2 separate regions of the Capsicum annuum genome follow, and region 2 is linked to region 1. A link is a contact called in public Hi-C data. All regions are on one chromosome and are shown on one strand. The core of a region is the stretch at or near the end of the contact, and the rest is flanking DNA. Distances in the headings are between cores, read along the strand shown.

Region 1 (6,619 bases), core at 4,044-6,543:
GCCTTGTGTTATAAAAGTAACTCAGGAACTCATTTTCAATTGCTCCCAACTATTGATGAAGTTAGGCTCGAGGTTCGTATACTAATCAAAGGCATTTCCCTTTAGGGAACGAACAAACTGTTTGACAAGATAGTCACCATAAGTTCCAACATTATTACATGTCTCAACAAAGTGCGCAATATGTTGTTTTGGGTTCCCTTTGTCCTCAAATTATTGAAATTTAGGGGTTAATAGCTGACAGACATTTTGAGGCTATCTATTCTCGCAGTGTAGGGCTTGGGATATGCAAGGGAAGACTTGGTGACAACATCATACTTATCTTTGAGGGTCACTTCAATGAATTCCTTCAATTTCTCAATTAGGATCATTCCCTCGGAAGAAACTTGTACCTCTTTAGTTGGTGGTGTTTGTTTCATAGGTTGTTCTATCTCGTGAGCCTCTGGAGATTTTTCAGGTACATGGCTAGACTCTCCGTCTATCAGTCCTTCTATCCTATCCACTATCTTATCAATCCGAACATCTTGATTCTGAATATATTTGGTCAGGCCTTCAATTACCTTTGTCAGATTCGCAAGCTGCTCCTCCATAGACGAGACATCAGTCACTATTATTTGCATGATCACTGGAGACATTGGAGAGTAACACAGATTATTGCATAAGTTGATCATTGAAGTGCTCAGCTTATGTGGTGTAAGTGAAGATGACTTGTTTGTTGAACGACCATCGCAATTTGCGCCAGAGTATTTGGAACCGGAATGCTCAAGTAGAGCTAGAGTCTTCTTAAGCGATTTTGACATATTGCTTCCTCCTTCCGAAGCACTTGCATTGGACTTCGTTCCTTTTGGGGTTGAAGATCCAAAAATTAGAGTTGGCGCGGACGATACTGGATGTGTTTGTTGTCCTAGTAAGCCTGTCTTGCTCCTCGTGACAGCTCCTAAACTTCCAAAAGTAATACCAAGGATGTTTCCTACTTCAGTAGAGAACTTTGAATCAGCAGCCTTAGAAACAACTGATTAAGAGTTGGCCTTCTTGGAAGTCATTTCAGTGTTGTTGAACTTTTAAGTTAGAAAAGTTGAGATGAGAGGTAGAGATCGTCCCACTGGGCGTGCCAGACTTTATTGGACAATAAATTATTTGAGATCAAAAATAAATAATTGAGACAATAAAATATATCGCAACAATCAATTTATTGATTTCAATATGTGAGTGTTACAATCTCTATGGATCATTTGATTCACCTTTTCAAATATAAATTCAAGGGTTTAAAGATTGATCTTGAATTTGAGCTTGATTTGTTGATTTGAGGGACTTGATCTTGACTTGTGCTTGAATTTAAGGGATTTTGAGCTTGTTTTGAATATTGTAGTCTTGATCTTGAAGAACTTGATTTGAATGCTTGAGCTTTGTAGAGAAATTGCGGCGTTTGATCCACGAGCTTTCTTTTGCTTCTTGTTAGAGTTCTGGGGGTCCTTTTTCTGAATTATGAGACCCCCATTTATAGTTGTGGAAAAAGAAGAGTCATGATGAATATGGACTTCCTTTGACCAATCAGATTCAAGTGACGTGGTGCCTTTTATGGGTTTTGATTTCATTGGGCCTGTTGCATCATTTTGACATATGGCATGGTCCTATTGGCTCCCTCCCTTGACTTGGAATGCCACGTTATTTGACGCATGACACTTATTTGGCCCCCTAGAATATGACAATATCTTGGGCTTAGCAACGTGGGCTCATAATTTGTAGCCCAAGTCGATGGGCTAGCCCAATAAAAATTGAATGCTAATTAAATTCATATATGTTTGGACTTAAATAATTAATTCAATTATATTAATCCGCAATATTTATTTGGGACTAATCTATTTTGAATTTAACATAATTCGAATTTCGTACAAATTTTAATTTAATAAAAATTCATTAACTCGATGTCTCGATTCAAATCGGCTCGATGTCTCGATTCTTGTGATTTATTATTAACTCGAATGATTCATGCCTGAGGCAAGTCGTATTTTAAAATTTAATTTTCTAAATTCTACAATGAAAAATTTTAGCAGACTTCAACTCATTTACTCCTCTGAATGCTCAAAATTAATTTGCTCCATGCAAACAAGGGCTTGATAATGAAGAAAAATTGTGAAATAAATGGCAGCTTGGCAAATAAATTCTAATAGCTTTTCTGGTCAACAGTAACTATATTGTTTATTGAAAGTAAGAAGGGTAAAAGGGCTAATTAAGGGAACAAATGGATAATTTGCTATTTTGTGTGAGAATTATGACTGAATGACCAATGTTTCATCAATTTTTATAGGGAAAAGATATTAGTTCCATCCTAAATTTATTTCAAAAAGTTACTTACACCCTTAAATTAATCAGGCGATTTGTTACACTCTTATTATTTTTTTTAGTGAACCTAACACCTCATTGTCAAACTCAAAATCAATGATAAATTGAGCGGTAAAATACACTCGCTCCACGTCACTTTCACATCAAACACAAATTTTCAACTCCATTATCCTTACCCCCTTCATCTCTTATGTCACCTCTCCAAAAGAAACTTTTCCAATAAATAAATAGATTAACAGAGCAACAAACAAATTAAGATACAAAAGTTTCTCAACAAGGATGGGTCGTGAGATAAATAGTGATAAAGGCAAAAGTGAAGTTCGCTGAAATATTATTCTCCGATGAAGGTGAAAACTTTTCAATCGATACTTTTAGATCTTGAAATTGAATTACAATGAGAAAGATTTGAGAAAGGTGTTTTTCTATGTGCTTTGAGGAATAGAAAATGAAATGATGAAGGTCAAAGAAATTTCGTCAAAACCGTAAACTTTCTAGTAAGATTTTCTGGCAAAACTTCAATGAGTTTTTCAGTCTTTTTCGATGATTGTTAGGATCAATATTTTCTAATCTTTTGCTGATGATTCACTTTCCATTTTAAGTAAATTAACTGAATTCTAGAGGGAAAAAAGGAAGGTGCACTTGGTGAATGTTTTGGTGGTTGGACGTGGTGGACATTTTGATGGTCATTAATGGGTATCAAGTACAGTGAAAATGATGAAAGAGGAAGGAAAAAAAATAAGCAAAAGAAAAGAAATTATTTACCAAAAAGTGAAAAGAAAAAGAAGCCTATAAAAATTAGCAAATTAATGATAATTAGCTTCATAACATCCGCTAGAAAAATAACATGTGTGCACTTAACTTTATTTTTAGTTAACTTTTTTTATATACATTATATCTGTATGCGCCCAAAATATTTGGATTGCACACATGCCACATAGACGTAAGTGTGTAAATGACTTTTCAAAATTAGTTCAGGATGAAACTGATGGGTATAAATTAAAAATATTTAATATATCACATTTAATAGAAAAAATTGTTGAACGAAAAAGGTGTATCCTATACAAATGAACCGTAAAACAACAAACTTTCAGCTAATGACCACGTGTATATGTAATGTCTGTGTGTATTTATATATAAAATCAAGTATTTATATGATATATAGCGGTGTATCAAAGATATATATACATACAATACATTACACGATTATACAACGTTTATTCACTATAGTAGTTTATCTTTTTCAATGAATTAGTTTTTTTTTTTTTTTTTAGTTCCGATAAGCTTAAATCTCCTCTAAACAATTTTAAATTTTAGATATGAGCTACTCTCGATGTTTTCCAATCTTTTGATATATTATTACTCAGAATGATCCTGTTTGCAATAGGTCAAATTTCAAAATGACGGATTTCAATGGATATCAACTCAAATTTTAGATATAAGTTTTTTCGATGTCTCAATTCTTTTGATATATTATTTCACTCAAAGAAATTCACACTAGTAGTAGGCCAAGTTTTAAAATTTAAGCTTCAAAATTCTTGAATGACAAATTTTAATGAGCATCGATTCAAATTTTCCTCTAAACAGTTTCAAATCAATTCATTCCACGCAAATAAGGTTTTAATAGAGCGTAGCTTGGTCAATCCATTCTGATCCGTCGAAAAATGTTTTTTTGGTCGCCATTGACAGTTTGTTGAAGCTACGGGAACCGAAGGGCGAGTTATTAGAATAATAAATACATAATTTAGCTATTTTGGTTAGGAATTATGGGTGTGTTTGGTACGAAGAAAAATATTTTCCGAAAAATATTTTGTAGTGCTCTGTTGGTGAATGAAAAAATATTTTTTAAAAAATACATTTTAATGTTTAGGTAAAGCGTAAAAATACATTTTTAAAAAATAATTTTTGATCTCAAAAAATATTGTTTTAGGATGTGTTCGAATGAAGGAGGAGAAATATTTTATAGAAAAATAAATTGTTTCTTAATTATATTTGTGTGTTTGTTATGCAAATTGGATAAATATATATTTTTTAAAAGTATTTGTATATATTTAACAAAAACAATGAAAACGAATATGATAAAAAGGGTGGGATAAGAAAAAAGTTTTGAACTATTTTTAAAAAATAAATTAAAAATATTAATTTTTTTTTTGGAGAGGGGTTGGTAGGTTTGGTTGGGGTTGTCAAAATAGGTAGTAAGGATGGGTAAGAAAATAATTTTAATTTTTGTAAAAAACAAATTAATTTTTTTTTGGGGGGGGGGTTGGGGGGCTTGTTAGGAGGTGGGTTTGGGGGTAGGGGAGTATGAGTCGAGTAAGAAAAAAATTTGAAATATTTTTTTTGGATGGGGTGGTAGGGCGTGGGGTAGGGGTAGGGGAGTGAGGTGGGGTAAGGAAAAAATTAAAATTTTTCAAAAATAAATTTAAAAAATTTAATTTTCTTGAAGGGGTAGGTGAGAGGAGGTTGGTAGGATGTTGGGGTAGGGGAGGTAAGAAAAAAGTTTGATTTTTTTTAAAAAAAATAATTTATTTTTTTTGGAAAGCGGAAGGGAGTAGGGTTTTGAGTTTTGGGTAAGGGGTGAGGTAAGAAAAAAATTTAAAATATTTTTTTTAATAGGAGTGGTAGGGGCAAGGTAGGGGTGAGGGTGGGGATTGAGGGTCGGAGTAGAGATGAGTGATTTTGAAAGTTGTATGAATATTTCAATTTAAGAGAGAGATTGAAAGAGAGTTTTGAAAAATATTTTTTTTACTTTTTGAAAAGAAGTTATTTTCCTTATATTTAAGGAAAATGAATTGATTTGGAAAACATTTTTTAAAACCTTTTAAGTCAACCAAACATGAGAAAATTGAAAAAATATTTTCCAAAAAATGTTTTCATTCGTACCAAACACACCCTCTGACCAAATGGTCAATTTGTTTAATTATATGTCAAAATAGAAATTAAAAAAAAATCTCATTTGTTTCTAGCAAAGCCATAAGAGATTTTTTTTTTTTTTTTAATCTTTTTTTTGCTTTCCCAAACTTACAAGCCAACACTTTTTCCTTTTTCCTGTCTGAATTCCAAAAATTTCCGATACCTCCATTTCTTCGGATCGATACCCATTTGGGTATATAAAAATGGAACAACAGTACCCTAACCGGCAGCAGAGAACATATGTCGGAAGCGGCACCGGCACCGGCACCGGCACCGGAGGAGGAGGATCATTAGCTATGGAAACGACAAGACAAACGTCAAGTCAATTACAGTCACAACACTCAGATAACGACCAGAGTAGCAATGAACTTCGAGCATTGGATTGTAACCTAACATCCCTATGTGATCATATTCAATTGGAAGGGTTTAATGATGGCTCATTTTCTGATGTCATTGTTCAAGCTATGGGTTCTACTTATCACCTTCATCGTCTTATCCTTTCCCGTAGTTCTTATTTCAGGTTCTTACACCCCTTTACTTTCATTATACTAGTATTATTTTACTTGCTTTCAGAGGCGAATTTTGGATTTTTAGAACATGGATGCGAAAAAAGTGCATTTAGTGAGAATTCATCCCTGGTTTTCTAAATAAATGGCTCGAACACTCAAACAAGTGCACCATTTAGCCTTTTTATGCCATGGTTGCCAACAGATATTTGTTTCTAAGTATAGTAAGGTGACATTATTTTTGGGGACGGGCTAAAAATGAAAGGCTGCCACATAAAATGGGACAGTGCGAGTATCATTTTACTTGCATTTGCAACGACAAGTACAAAACTTTCTGTAATTTGGCAGAAGGTGTGGTGCTTTTGGTGGGTTTTTATTTCTGATTATAATTTGGTTTGGCTCTCTCCATTAATTTTCAGTTATAGAGTAGAAAAGTTTCATTCTTGGTGGGGTGTATTTTTTCTATTTACACAGTGCTATCAAAAACAAAAATTCCATAAGAGCTTTAACAGTGGCGATGGAACCAGGATTTAGGAGTCGTGGTGCCCGGGAGGTTCAATCACACATATTGACGCCCTAAGTTTTAAGGTCCCACCTGGAAACCAAAGCACCTAGGCAACTTCTTGGTTTCAAGGGCGCTTTTTTAAATCCTATACCAATTTTTATACATTTCATATATAATTATACCTAGTCTGCGTCAGGTTTAACGGGTACCGAAGCACCACAAAATTGCACATAGGTCTGTCCCTAAGCTCTAAGATCCGTTAGGGCTTTAAGCGCAAAGGGAGAAAAATACAAATTTATATGTTTAGTCCAAGACTAATAATTATAAGCATGAATGACAAATATTTGAACAGAGAAAT
Region 2 (6,960 bases), core at 941-3,440, 69 kb before region 1:
TTTTAGTGTTGTTGTAGTGTGTGGAATTGTGTGATATATATATATATATATATATATATGGCAATAATGGAGGGTGGGGGGGAGAAAGTGATTTTTTTTTTTCGTTTTTATTATTATATATATATGAAAATATTTTTTTATGTGGTAGTGATGTGGCGTGTGTGTAATACACCTTTCTTTGTGAGAACGGTATTATATTCTTGCGGTGATATTTAATTTACTATAAAGTTGTTAAAAGAGGTAAATAATTGTCTGTGGAATTAAAGGTCAAAAATAAGTTGTGCGGATAAGTTTGAAGGCTTTAAACTTTGATTATTAAGATGGTTTGTTTTTAAACACTTGAATGTACACAATTCATTTACGAAAAAGAGATAAATTTACCTCCAAACTATGATAAATTGAATGTTTATACTCTTTGTCATGTTTTGGGTACACACATGCCCATATCGTTGATAAAATAGTATGTATATACCTCGATCTGCATCCAAATATATAACTGAGGGTGTATATGTATCATTAATCATAGTTCGGGAATATATTTATCTCTTTTTTATTTAAACTTTTTTTTCAAATAATTAATTCAAACTCACAATCCGAAATAAATCCACTACCCAATCCGATCCCATTAAAATTTAAAATACGTCTATCTAACAAACACATTTTTTTTACTCCTATAACAATATACACACCCAATACAGTAACACCTATCAGGAATAACAACTCTCTTCTGCTCCTCCATTAACACCAACAATAATACATGAGCAATAACAATAATACAATTAATAACAACTAATTACACCATCTCCTCCATTTCTATTGAACAAATATATCCATAAACTTCACTCCATTACTATCAATTTTTTTTAAAAAAAAGTCATTCAACCAGACACCCAAAAATAACACCAAATACATTGAACCTCTCACATTTTAATTTTAAGAAAAACTCCATCTCAAAAACAATACCCGCTGATAGTCAACACCACATAGACATCGTCTCCGTCGAACTGAAAACGCCCCACCGGTGATCTATCACGTCACCTCTAGTTCTGGCCACCTTTGGACAATCTCCACTCCCTTCATCCAGTAAACACCAAACTTGCATCAATGACCAATCACTATAATTTGATTAGGGTTCACGTTTAAGAGAAAAACAGAGGGAGTATCGAATTTGGAATAAAAAATAGAAATTGGATCGAGTTGGTTTGAAATCGGACTCGATGGATTTCTTGAATCGGTAGTGTATTTGAGTTAATTACTTGGGATATAAAAATTAAAATAAAAAGGACAAATATATCCCCAAATTATAATAAATGGTACGTATATACCCTCCGTCATACGTTGGGTACACATATGTCGCTACTGTTAGTGTGAGTGGCATATATGTACCATTTTATTGATGGTAGGGGTATATCTATACTCAAGTATAACAGAGAATATATACGCATCATTTATCATCATTTTTTCGATTCATTTATTTGTAAACATATTAAATAAATAAACTAGTTAAAAAGTAATTAAATATTTTAACTAATATAATTTTTATGTTCGGTAGTGATAGTAGAGATTATCTATAGCGATGGTGATTATAATACTTGGTGTAAGAGGCGAGTTATAACGGCGATAGTTAATCTAATTACTAGATGGTTGAGGCTTTTGTGTTAAAGCTATATCAAGCTCTTCCTGGGATAATTATTTGACATATTTGGCGATAATATTACAACGATGCATAAACATAAAACATTTCCTAGACAACAAAGAAGTTGTTAACTCAGCGATATCCAAGTGCAAACATTAAATTGACACCATTTTCATTCAGAACAGGACATGATTTAAACTTCTTTTCTCCACTTCTGCTGTTGTAGCTACGAATTTCAACTTCTGCTAGTTCAATTTCAATGCCTTACCATCCATTTGCTGCCTCCGCAAAAAGACTGGTCACTTTGTTCGTATCATTTGGACAAGGTGGGATTGTTGTTTTGCCAGAAGTATGACAAACATGTAAAAAAAATGGGTACATTTGGCTCTGGCAGTAGGAATATTATGTTTATCCAAAAACCAGTAATGAATTACAATTTGTAGTCATGATTGTATTAAGTTTTTCAGCAGCTGCTGTAAGTGGACGAAGCTCCTTTGCTCAATGTGTGGAATGTTAATTGAGATATGAAGCAAAGCCAATTGGGGGACAGGAGTGAGATGAGAACACGACATTTAGTCAACAAGCAGAAAAATCTCAAACTTCGGGCAGAAAATAGGAAAAGGAACAAAAAAAATCATCATATCATCAAACCAGCTTAAAATTTGTCATTCAACAGGAGACTACTTCAAAATCAACAAATCTTGTTACACAATCTTTCATACATGAAAGAATGGAGCCATCAGAACAAACACAACTTACAACAGCTATAAAAGAACTGCATTCTCAGTGGTCACCTCCACGAATTCGAAGCGCAAGGTGAAGTGTGGCTTCTTTTTGGATATTATAATCTAAATGTATTATGAACATCTCGAGCAGGCACTTGCACAGAGTTTAAGAAAATAAAAAAGACTTCAGGAAAGGGGTCATTCTTTTGAAACGAAATAAAAAGAAAAGTATGTCATAATTTTTGAAATGGAGGGAGTATTAGATATGGAACACACTCTTTAAAATTATATGATGTATTCGTGTCTAGGCTTTTCACACAATAAGCTAATTAAAAATATAATCATGTCCTTAGGGACCAAAAATATTTTCAAAAAAATGTTGGCATTGGGAGGGTATTTCTAGGAGAGCACCGCAACCAATATGCACAAATTGATGTGCCGTTCAAGTTATAATTTCTCCACGTGTTTGACTCATTATAGTTGCAAGGAACAACGGGATGCAAATAGAGCACAAATAAGTGGATAAACAACAACACTCTTTATGTAGAAGGCAGGATAAACAATTTTATCCTTCACTAATGGTTTGTAATCCTAATATCTTATCATATCTTGGTTAAATCTGACATGGCTCTAGAATAGAAAGTGATACCCACGGAAGAGCACTGAACTCCTTGTGACAAATAATTTATAAAAATTTGTGCATATCTTTTGGTCATGATTAACTAACTTCAACCTCTTGAAGCATCTAAACAGCAGTAGCACAGAAGATTAATTTTTACTTTCTTTTGTTCTCCAACTGTGTAACCACATCCCAAAATTTCTACAGAAAATCTATGGATTTTTTCATTTTTTACTAATCATGCAGAATAATTATTTTATTATTTTTGAGAACTTAAAAGTAGAAACGTTTCTCCTGCAACTAATTTTTTCCTATCTTCACCTCAGAAAAAGAGGAAACAAAAACAAAATACTGTTCCACCTACCTAGTTGGCCTTGCATTAATGAAAATCTGATCTTGGGGTTTATGGTTGCAGTAGCTAGCACGCGTTAACACTCTAGTTTTAGCAAATACCTTGTTGTAGTAAAATCAAATTACAACCTAATCTTGCAATAACATCAAAACCATATTGAACTGCAACTTGCATATGGCTTCTGTGCTACAACATACACATATCACCTAGAAACATGATGAAATTGGTTTAATGTTTACACATTGACAAAATCAGAATTTTAATATTATGACACAACATTTATCAAGACATACAACAAAAATAAACAAGTAAAATAGTAAATTTTCTAAAGCAAGAACACATTGATAAATATACCTGACAATTCAAACCACCAAAAATATATTTTCAATTTTCAGCAAGAAGATTTCTCTATTGTCACATCCACACAAAATCTCTTCTACAACTACTCTTCAAATTAACAAAAATACAACAATCAACACAATTAACAAAAATAGGTCTGTACAAAAAATAAAATCAAATAAAAATTTCACACACAAAAAAGGCTTACCTTAGAAGGCGTACGACCAATGTAAAAAGACATATCTTTATTTTGTAAGAGTAGAAAAGATTACCTTTTGGGCTTGTCAGTTATTTAGTATATCCTTTCACCACCCACGACTTCAAGGGCCTTGTTTTTAGCATCGTCAATTTTTAAAGCCACGAACAGATAAAAAAATAAATTAGGCAAAATAATTGCAAACAAAATGAGAAAAACTGAGTGGAAGAACACAGTCCAAACTAAGACGGGAAGAAGAAGAAAAACAAAGTAGAAGACAGTGGACATGGAAAAAATCTAGATAGCCAATTGTTTCAATCGCTAATTTTATGATTAACACGTCATAATTCCCTCCATCATTTACAGTCTAAAGTACACTTGAATATAAATTTAAAATTCATGCAGAATCCAGAACGAACTTCTAACTATAAAAATCAAAGCAATAGAACAAAAGAAAAAAGATAATGTTACTTGCGTCATGCCCACATGAGATGTTTCCACCAAATTCTTAGCCCATCTTAGATGAGCAACTCCGCAATAAAGATACCATTTTTACTGATACAAACACCGGAAAAAGTACCTAATAAAATTTAAAAGATTGCAATTCAAGAAAGATTTCCTTTTTGAATTCATTCTTACCCGTTCTTGGTCTGAAAATAAAGAAAGGTCTTTCAAATTTAAACTCGATTTTGCCAAATCCTAATTGAAGCATAGATAAACAAATTAGCAAGTCATTGTTAATCATTCCATGTGGTTATCGAAAAATCCCTATTATCCTTAGAATCATAAGCAAATCAAACTCTGAAACACAAAACCAGATCAACCACTAAACAGAACTCACAAACAGTACATGCATCGCTGTTGAGTTGGTGTTGCTTCCAATATCAGCAACAATTTCTTATATAAGGATTTCAACCATACCATCTCCATCAACTTCTTTATTTTCTTTACCCAGCTGATTGAATTTTTACTTTTGCTGTCAACTTACTTTTTTCAATTATATACAATGTCTTTACCTCTATATCTTCTATTATTCTATATTCAATTATATACAATGTCTTTACCTCTATATCTTCTATTATTCTATGTAGGAGTCATAAGCAAGACTGTGTCTGCTAATTAGAACTTCTGTATCATTGTTTTCCTCTAATTGCAGACTTAGATACACAAGAATTCTAAAACAATACTCAGATCAATGTATTAAATCAAAATTATCAAAAAAATTCAATCTTTTTGTAATTTCAAAATTAAATATAAAAAAAAAGCGATGAAGGTGCAAAGGAGTTGTCTTTTATTAGTATAATGAGCAAATAGTGTTAGCAATATCAAGAAAAATATCAAGATAAATTATGTAACGTGTTGGTCGAGAAATTTTCTAATGTTTTGTTAATTTTATTTAAATCTGAATGTAGATATATATTAAGTTAAAGAAGAGCTTTAGAAATGATTTCATCATATACTACTATATTGTAAGTAGACTGGTCATCATCATTATCAGCAGTAGGTGGTTGAATTAATATTTTTATGCAGTTTGAATTTTTCGCTCTCGATAAAGTAACATTTAATTGATCATGTGAAAAGACAGGCTCACGTAAATAAATTCCAATATAATCTAATATTTGTCCTTGAGCTTTATTAATTGTCATAGCAAAACACAGTCGAACTGAAAATTGTGTTTTTTAAAGGAATAGGCAATTTTTCATCATCCGAAGATAACAACGGTATCCTTAAAATAAATACATGTACATTCTTAAAATCACCACTGGCAAGTTTTGTACTTATAACGTGACTCTTAAAATCACAACATATCAATCGTGTACTATTGTATAATCCTTCACAAGGATTTAAATTTCTCAATTAAATAATAGGACAATTTTCTTTTAAGGTTAATTTGTAAGGAGACAGACCAGGAGGGTTAAATGAATGCATAAAATCCTCAAACTCACTTTGATCATTTTGCTCAATAGTTTCATCAATTGCAACAAATATCTTAGAATCTTTAGGAGATTGACTTATAAGTCTATCATTTAACTCATCAACGAAGTCATTTTTTGTTGTTAAGATAACACAGGATGTTAGAAAACTTAAATCTTCAAAAGATGTGTGAAAATTAGGATATATTATTTTGAAAAGAAGATCTAATGATTCTTTTTCAGTGGTTTATGGAACAATGAAATAGTTTGGGATAGTTATTTTACCATTTATGTTAGTATTTTCTTATCCATTTCCTATCCGCATTAGGTACTCACAAAAAGAGGCATCAGTTTTAGAGCGCATATTTTCTAATAATCGAAGTTTCTCAAGGTAGTTCCATATTTCTGAATACAATATACTTTCTCGAATAAAGTCTTCTTTTCGGCCACCTCGAACGACAAGAAGAGTTTGTCTAAAATCTCCTCCAAACACGACAACTTTTTCACCAGATAACATATTTGAATCCATTATATATTTCAAAAGAGAATTAGATGCATCAATCATATTTTTTTTTTATCGATACTTCATCCCACACAATCAATTTTTCATCATGAATCAAAGATGCCAGTGAACTTTGTTTGCCGATATTACAAGAGAACTTTTCATCAATATTAATTGGAATCTTAAAGTGTGAATGAGTTATTCGTTCTCCTGGAAGGATCGAAGCAACAACTTCAGAAGTTGTTGTTGCTAATGCTATAAATCCTTTAGATCTCACAGTTGCTAATAAGGCACAATATAAAAATGTCTTACCAATTTCACCGGAGCCGTCAATTAAAAAAGCTCTTGATTTGTTAGCGAACACTCTTTGAAGGATTATATCATATGCTTTATTTTGTTCTTTATTTAATTTTTGGTGTAATAATAATTCTTCATCACTCACATTGATGTTTCTTTCAAAATACACTTCTTTTGCTTCATTTGTTACTTTTGAAGATGAAATAATTTTTGGAACAAGGTTGAACTCATTAATATCACATCCCATAGAATGTAATATATCATTGATATGTTTTACGACGACAAAGTGGATATTTTTTTTTGTAAAATTTTGTAAGTGTTTAAAGTCTTCAGACATTGAATCTTTGAATTGCTCCCATAATTTTTTTGGATTATCAGGGT

The links. Hi-C and Micro-C count contacts between places; a contact is called where the count stands out from the background.
Region 2: a contact with region 1 is called in a Hi-C map of leaf, with 2.9 times the contacts expected there. The contact joins the enhancer-like site here to the promoter of LOC107842291 in region 1. A contact is called at or near these places in 3 of 5 Hi-C or Micro-C datasets (bud, leaf and placenta).

The regions. Positions count from the first base shown.
Region 1 is chr1:178,774,496-178,781,114 of UCD10Xv1.1, reverse strand. LOC107842291 reads left to right here and starts at 5,293. Exons shown (of 12, transcript XM_016686055.2): 1 at 5,293-5,770. The coding sequence starts at 5,454.
Region 2 is chr1:178,840,056-178,847,015 of UCD10Xv1.1, reverse strand. LOC107842271 reads right to left here. Exons shown (of 5, transcript XR_007052848.1): 4 at 3,944-6,960; 5 at 713-1,115. Among protein-coding and RNA genes, the nearest start is that of LOC107842250, 9.1 kb to the left of the region's middle. Within about 2 kb of position 2,190, at least 3 of the 5 cell types and tissues checked have an H3K27ac peak or open chromatin away from gene starts, as enhancers often do. A contact at or near this core is called in leaf, where this site is marked.